2 separate regions of the Mus musculus genome follow, and region 1 is linked to region 2. The links are chromatin contacts, called in public Micro-C maps. All regions are on one chromosome and are shown on one strand. The core of a region is the stretch at or near the end of the contact, and the rest is flanking DNA. Distances in the headings are between cores, read along the strand shown.

Region 1 (4,296 bases), core at 1,207-3,706, 610 kb after region 2:
GCATCCGATTAGGTTACTGTGAGGGCAGGCGTGATGGAGGCTAGCTCAAACAGCATACGTAGGCCATTCTCAAAAAAAAAAAAAAAAAAAAAAATTCCCAGCAATGGTAACATACACCTTTAATCACAGAACTCAGGAGTCACGGGCAAGTGGCTCTCTTAGTTCCAAGACAGCCAGGGCTACACAGAGAAACCTTGTCTTGGAAAAAAAGAAAAAGACTTAAAAATTCAAAGGATATGTTTTTATTTATGTATAGTGTATATATATCTCTGTCTTTGAATGTGCACATTCAGGTCCCTAGGAGTCCAGAGGAGGGTATCGGAATCCCCCAAACTAGAGTTATAGGTGGTTGTGAACCGCCAATATAGGTGCTGGGAACAAAAATCTGGTCTTCTGAAGCAGCAGCAAGAGTTTACATCTGCTGAGCCATCTCTCTAGTACCCCCCAAATTAACTTTTATTTTAATATGAGTAATATATAATTTTCTCTTTTCCAAAATTATGAAAGAGAATGTTGCCACACTGATGAGACACTTTATTGGTAATTTGTTTGCTCAATTCTGGTAGAATCTGAGAATATTTGTCTGATAACGGTCTAGAGGAAGAATAAATTGTCAGCAACAGCAAAGTAGTGGTGGCACACACCTTTAATCCCAGCACTCAAGAGGCAGAGGCAGGTGCATCTCTGAGTTCCAGGCCAGCCTGGTCTACAGAGTGAGTTCTAGGGCTACACTGAGAAACCCTGTCTCAAAAAAAAAAAAAAAAAAAAAACCAACACCCCCCCAACAAAAATATGTCCCCAACAGAGGTCAACTATCCTTTCCAATTCACAATTGTTTCAGTTCTCACTGGCTAATGAGATAACCTTATCCTAAAAGAGAAAATTAACATCCTTTTATTTTTCCTTCTTATCATATAACCATAGCTGGCCTGGAACTTAATATGTAAACCATGCTAGCCTTACAACTCAGAGATGCTCCTGACTCTGCCTACCAAGTGCTGGGATTAAAAGTGTGCACCACCACAATCAGCCTTCTTCTTCTTCTTCTATTATTATTATTATTATCATTGTAGTTTAATATGTCACCCCAACAATTCCGGAGCCTGAAATAAATCCAGAAAGCCAAGGAGACATAGGGAGGCTAAGGATCTGACAAAGCAACGCAGCAATGGGCATTTGCACACTACAGTACTTTCATTAAAATTTAAAGAATTTCTCTCTTTAGTGCTTCCAGCTTTATCCAAGAATAAAATTACCTGCTTCATAAAGGTATTTAGGGAGTTGAGTTGTTTTACCACTTCCTGTATTTCCAGTAACGATGAGGAACGAGTTGTCCCTCACAGCTTGAATGAGCTTTTTTCTTTGTTTCTGAATAGGAAACGTTGGAGTTGTTCCTCCCTCCTGTGATGTGCATCCTTTCTCTTCTGTAACAACACAAAAACAATTGTGCAATGAAAACACCTGAGAAGAGCTCTCTGACAATGGCTCAGACCTGAAAGAAGAATGCACAGGAATCGCACAACGGGAAAGATCAATCTATGACTTTTCAGTTACGTCAACCATGTACAAATCACACGTGAAAGTTTATAAACTCAGAATAACTTTTTTTGGTAAAATCAAACAACTTCAACATTGTTGATGTGTAACTCGCCGTACTTGACAAAGTCAGTCAAGCACAAGACAACGTGTATGTATGCATACCTACCTGGAAAAACTAAACTCAATTTTATTAAACAATAGATCAACAACCTGAGCACAGCAGAACAACTCTGAGAAGAAGAAGAAGCCACCTGTATTTGCTTCTGATTCACAGTTCAAGTTAGGTCCCTGTTCAGAGTGACTGATATCCCAGAAGGCCAAGTGGTGGGTAACCATGGAAACTGGCTCCTGGAAACGGGCTCCCTTCATACCGTACCCAAAGGCAGGCTGGCGGCCCGACGAAGGGGAGGGGGATGAACGGGTAGAGAACAAAGGCTTTATGAGGCTGTAGAACAGCAGAAGGCATTTGGGCGTTCGGGTCCACTTTCTTGCCCCCCAGAGAGGTTCTCACCCAACTTGGGTTTGGGACCGCCCCCTTCTAAGCCAAAGTGCTCACTGGACGCAAAGTTCGTCGTCTGGCTTAAAAGACCAAAAGAACGTCTAAGCTCCCTTCCCACCTCCTCTGCCGCCCACAGATGTACTTTTCGCCCCGCAAATAACTCCCTCCGGGTGCCACAGCGTCCCGCGGACCGTACCTCTGTCAGCGATGCGAACAGCTGACGGCCGCTCTTCCTGGAGCTCTATTGGCCGCTCGCCTTCCTCCTGCCGCCTTGGCGCCCTGCCCGCGACGGCGGGAAACCGGGACATAGACCCGGTCCGGAGAAGAAGCGAACACGTCCACGGAGCCGAGGAGATGGGAGGGGAAAGGCGAGGACGCGCCCTGATGACGTAGGGGTGTTTACTTCCGCGCGTGCGACTGGCTGAGAGGGGTGGGGGAGCGGCTCGATGACGTGGCGGCCTCTGCTTGGACGCGCACGGGCCCGCGCTCCTGGGGGCCCCGAGGCACCACCCCCAAGGAGTCCCGCCCATCGCCACGTGCCTCCGCCACCCGCGAAGTCACACCTGAACACCTGAGGGCCAGGTCACAGTTTGTCCAGTGTGGCCCTTAGTCACCACAGCATCCCCACAAGTCTTGCCTATCTCCAGATACCAGTTGAATGACCCTTTCCCAGGAGCCGAAGCCATCCTACAGTGTGACCTTGGGCAACTCACTTCCCTATCGTCCTATCAAGACACATAGTGCGGTCCAACTTGTAGTTCTGTAGTTTTCAAAACTTAGATTCCCATGCTGTTTCACTTCCTTCATGGAACCCTTCATTTACATTTATTTGCATATTTTCCATACCCTCCAAGAAGCTGGGAAGACACACATGATCCAGACTTCCGGAACACTATATATTGTACACCCAGCAGGGAGCAGTGATTTGAGGTGGACAATAGGGTTTGTTGAGGATAGATGAATGAATAACATCTGGGTTGTTGGTTGATTTTTTTTGTTTTTTTCGAGACAGGGTTAACATCTGTTTTAAAATAAGTTGACTTTTAGTGGAAGTACGTTCCTTAGAAAACACAACTGCTGAAAATTCTACAGATACACATTATCTGAGGTGGTGTGGTTTACTTATTTTTAAAGGTATGTTGGGGACTTGGTGTACAGTTCAGTGGTAGAATACTTATCTACGATATGAGAGACCCTGGGATTCAATACCCAGTACTTTATCAAAGCTGAGTGTGGTCCTAACACTTGCGAGGCAGAGGCAAAAGAGTTGCTGTGAGTTCCGGGTTACCACCAGGATAATTCTGAGAATGAGACTCTGTCTCAGAAGAGGAGGTGAATAAAGGGGAGAGGGAGAAAGAAGGGAGAGGAAAAGAGAAGGAAGGAGGGAGGGGGGGAAGAGGGGAAAAGGGAGGGAGGGAAGGAGGGGGGTTCTTGGACTAGTCCTTCAGTGATAATGCCAGCTGATTTTCTGAGTTGAGTTAATTATGAAAAAATGTGAAGAAACCTGCTTCTTACACTTAAATCACTATGTAGCCCAGGATACCCTAGAACTCATGATCTTCCAGCCTCAGCTACCCAAGTGCTAAATTACAGATATATGTGACCTTGTCCATTTGCTTCTTGCACTTTTCAGTAGTTCCTGCTGTTAAAATTAATCATGGTTTATAGGAAGGCAACATAAAACTACCATTCACTTATCAACCCAAGACCAAACTAGAAAAGATGTAAGATGTTACAAGAATCCAAGACTTTGCTTTAAAACGTACATGTATCAACTCCTTTTCAACGTAACTGATCAACAACTCCTTTAATGCAAGTTTATCAGAATTTGAATGATAGCAAGTCAGGTGTAACTTTCTAACGGCTGAGGCAATAGCCCTAGTGACAGGAGAACATTTTAGATTTCTCCAAAACATTAAAACCATCTCTGAACCTTTCGATTTCTATTAGTAATTCAAACTATTATGTCAGAAGAGATCAAAATATACAATTGTAGTCAGACCATGAAGATATTGGTGACCTCTGTAACTGAGCAACAGACCAGCTATTTCACAAAGTCACTTTCTAAGAAAATAAGCAGAATCATTTCAAATCAGGAATTGTGACCATTTACTAAGCAATTTGTATTTAAATGATTAAGTATTTGATATATACAGTTTTGGACAAAGTCTCACTATATATCACTATATAGCCCTAGATGGCCTGAAACTCATTAAGTAGATCAGGTTAGCTTTGAGCTCCCAGAAGTTTGCCTGTCC
Region 2 (4,010 bases), core at 19-2,518:
CTGAAGAATTTCGACAGTGGTGAGAAAATCTGGTAAACTCAGTCTGTGAATGGAGATGGTTAAGACAGAAGGTACAACAGGTCATGAAGTCAATAACTTTAACCACAGCTTCTGTGCTCCAAAAAACCCACCACTCTTAAGTTATTTTTCATTTCTAAATATTGTTCTGTCAGACAAGACCTGCATAAAATCAAGCCAAGGAGACCTGTCAACATCCCATCAGGCAGTACTAATTGGACTCATTGGGTGGGAGGGGCGTGTGAAGGGGTCCCGAAGCAGTGTGAAGGATGTACTGGGGATAGGTCAAGATACTTTGTATATATGCATAAACTATCAAAGAATAAATAAAAGATATTGTTAGAAAAAGTATCCAATCACTGATTTTTATCTGTAAACCTCTGAGGTTTAATGGACTCTAACAGCTTATTCTGAAGCAAAAACTCAATATTGTGTTACTAAAATTAATCGAGATGGCAATCTATGCCTGAAGCTGTGGCAACATTCCTCTCAAAACTCATCAGACAATCACACTTCCGGATGTGGTGGCGCAATTCTTCTGGCCCCCAACAATCTCTGGTGGATCTCTGTACGATCGATCGAGGGCAGCCAGGTCTGCACTCCGAGTTCCAGCCCAGCCAGAGCTGGAGGGTGAGACCCTGTCTCTTTAAGAGAAGGGGGGGGGGGGGGCGGGTTAACAAATCTGTAGCCCTTCCAGAAGTACCGCGGAAGCTGGGGCTACCTCCAGCCTGCGTTCACAGAATGTAAGGACAGGCTCCCTGGCCCTCAGCTTTCCTTCCCCAAGCTCCTAGTTCTCACATGTCCACGGGGAGCCACACCATAGAGCCCGAGAGCCCGCCGGCGCCAGCCTGCAGGAGCCCGTCCCCTCCCCGCGCCCTCCTTTCCATTTGCCCACGGCTGGCTCCCGCTCCCAGAGAAAAGGAACGGCTGACGTTTGACAGAAGGCAACGCGGAGCCGACCTACAAGGAAAGCTCGCGAGTACGAAAGTCCTCCCTCACCGGCTGTTCCGACGCTGCCAGGTACCAAGGTACAGCCACTCCTCCCTCTCCAGGCTGCACTCCGCAGCGCCACACAGATGAATTCGCGCCTCCCGCCCCTCGGTTCCCAGTCAGCCAATCACACAGCCAGACCGGAAAAGGAAACAGCCAATCATCGTACGAGGCCAACGCTATACCGCCCAATGGGAGCCCGCGAAGTAAAATCAACCCTCGAGTACTTGGCGGGACCGGAAGACGAGCACCGCCCCTCCCCCAAACCCCACCCCGCGAAAAAGACTGGGACAAGTTCCGCACATTTGCTTGAAGGAAAAAAAAAAATTCTTGTACTGTGAGACTTTAAGAAGCACAAAATGGGCGTTAGACGGGTCTTACATTTGGTGCATTGACCGGGAATCGTCCTGCTGGCGGGTCCAGTGACAGGAGACCGGAGGATTGTTCGAGCAGGTACCGCGGCTGTGTCTCTTTGTGTCCGCCCTTGGCGTGCGTCTATTCCGCGCGTCTATTCCGTCTGTTCCCTCTATTTTGAGTCGGCTGCAAGTCAGTTTGGTTTCGGTTTGCAAAGGAGTTGTCTGCCGGGGGTTGCCAGAAGCGACCTTAACGCTGCGGTAACGAAGAGTCCTGGAGGACGCTCCAGACTCTCAGAGTGGGAAGTCGGATCCGATCCGCGAGATCCGGGAGGGCTCGACTTCATCTGGGGGTCAGTGGCAAAGAGACCACTACCAAGTTATTCAGTGTATCTTCTGTGGCGCTCGTGGCAGGGGCGCGTTGGTATTTTACTTTCTGTTTTTCTTTTTGTGTGTGGACTGGGACTGACGTTATTTTTGGACAGAATGGGACACTGACCTTCCACCCCTCCGAGTTTTACTCTAGAACATTGGAGGGAGGTTAAGACTAGAGCTCACAATCTCTCAGTAAATGTGAAGAAAAATAAATGGTTTACTTTTTGCTCGTCAGAGTGGCCCACCTTTCAGATTGGATGGCCTCCTGAGGGTTCTTTCTCACTGCCTCTTATATTGTCCGTCAAGAGGTGCATTTTTGGTGCTGGCTCGAAGAGCCACCCTAATCAGGTCCCATATATCATAGTGTGGGAAGATTTAGTCACCGATCCCCCTCCTTGTGTTCGCCCGGTTCCTCTTCAGGACCAATGGCTGTGCCAATCTTCGCCCTTCAGGATAGGCCCAAGAAAGATGTTCTCCCCACCACGGATACTGATCTTCTTCTTTATCTCCCTCCCCTTTATCCTCTCTCTCTCTCTCTCTCTCTCTCTCTCTCTCTCTCTCTCTCTCTCTCTCTCTCCTCATGCAGCTCAAGCTGCAGGGCCTTTGGCCCCGCCCATTCCGCCTGGAGAATCAGGGGGACTCGCCATCCTCCTCCCTCCCCAGGTCAGAGGGACCTGCTCAGGAGACTCAGAGACAGTGGAGGCAACTCCTGAGGGTGCCCATATTCTGCCCCTCCCGGCCTATGGTCCCCGGATGAACAAGGTCATCAGCCTTTCAGTATTGGCCGTTTTCCTCCAATGACTTATATAACTGGAAAACTCATAACCCCTCATTTTCTGAGAATCCACAAGGTCTAATTAACTTAATTGAATCACTTCTCCCATCAGCCCACATGGGAAGATAGTCAGCAACTGCTTCAGGTTCTCTTTACCACAGAGGAAAAGCAGCGAATCCTTGAGGCTAGGATACATGTCCCGGGGTCAGGTGGGCGCCCTTCCCTCCTGCCAGGGAATATTGATGCAGGCTTCCCATTGACCAGACCGAACTGGGACTTCAACACCCCTAAAGGTAGGGAGCACCTGAAGGTCCACCGCCAGGCTCTGATGGCAGGTCTCAAAGGGTCAGCACACTGCCCCACCAATTTGACTAAGGTAAGGGAAGTGGTACAGGGGCTGAATGAGTCTCCCTCTGCCTTCCTAGAGAGACTCATGGAGGCCTTTCGCCAGTTTACCCACTATGATCCTAGCAGTGAAGAGCATAAGGCAACAGTTACTGTTGCCTTTATTGACCAATCTAGCAGAGATATTAGGAAGAAGTTGCAGAAACTTGAGGGATTGTAAGACAAGTCTCTAAAGGAACTAGTGCAAGTAGCTGAGAAGGCTTATCATAACCAAGAGTCAGAAGAAAAGAAGGAGGAGAGAAGGCAGAAGGAACAGGAAGCTAGAGAACTCAAAGGAGAGAAGAAACAGGAAAGGAACCTCCAGAGGATCTTGGCCACTGTAGTCAGAGAAAATTGAAAACCTAGTAAGATAGTACCTGCCAACAGAAGAGAGCCCCTGGCTAAGGATCAGTATGCCTACTGTAAAGAAAAAGATCAGCCAGGCGTGGTGGCACCCACCTTTAATCCCAGCACTCGGGAGGCAGAGGCAGGCAGATTTCTGAGTTCCAGGCCAGCCTGGTCTACAAAGTGAGTTCCAGGACAGCCAGGACTACACAGAGAAACCCTGTCTCGAAAAAACCAAAAAGAAAGAAAGAAAGAAAGAAACAAACAAAGAAACAAACAAAGAAACAAACAAAGAAACAAAGAAGTCATTGGGCGAGACTGTCCCAAGAAGAAGAAGAGGGGACTCTACACCTCCGAAAAGAGGCAAATAGGCCCCAAGGTGCTGGCCATACAAGAGGACAGTGGTTGGGGAGACGGGGTTCGGACCCCCTCCCCGAACCCAGGGTAATCCTTAAAGTGGAGGAGAAACCCACCCAGTTTCTTGTGGACACAGGGGCCTAACACTTAGTCCTATTACAAACTGATGGACCAATTTCTAATAAGAAGTCTTGGGCCCAGGGGGCTACAAGAAACAAATACTCATGGACTACCCAAGGAACAGTGGATCTTGGCATGGGCCCGGTATCCCACTTATTCATTGTTATTCCTGAATGCCCCTACCCCATGTTGGGGAGAGATCTCCTCACCAAGATGGGGCACAGATCCATTTCCTCCCTGGGGGACCACAAGTCAAGGGCCATCAAAGAGAGCCCATCCAGGTATTGACCAGG

The links. Hi-C and Micro-C count contacts between places; a contact is called where the count stands out from the background.
Region 1: a contact with region 2 is called in a Micro-C map of embryonic stem cells, with 6 times the contacts expected there. The contact joins the promoter of Dhx40 here to the promoter of Brip1os in region 2. A contact is called at or near these places in 1 of 39 promoter capture datasets (pre-B cells), 2 of 484 Hi-C or Micro-C datasets (embryonic stem cells and stem cell-derived motor neurons) and 1 of 115 datasets of contacts at active chromatin or transcription factors (astrocytes).

Annotation. Positions count from the first base shown.
Region 1 is chr11:86,805,204-86,809,499 of GRCm38.p6, forward strand. It overlaps Dhx40 (DEAH (Asp-Glu-Ala-His) box polypeptide 40), which reads right to left and starts at 2,457. Exons shown (of 18, transcript NM_026191.2): 1 at 2,235-2,457; 2 at 1,257-1,424. The coding sequence starts at 2,346.
Region 2 is chr11:86,200,092-86,204,101 of GRCm38.p6, forward strand. It overlaps Brip1os (BRCA1 interacting protein C-terminal helicase 1, opposite strand), which reads left to right and starts at 1,269. Exons shown (of 7, transcript NR_130959.1): 1 at 1,269-1,461. It overlaps Brip1 (BRCA1 interacting protein C-terminal helicase 1), which reads right to left and starts at 1,102. Exons shown (of 20, transcript NM_178309.2): 1 at 1,018-1,102.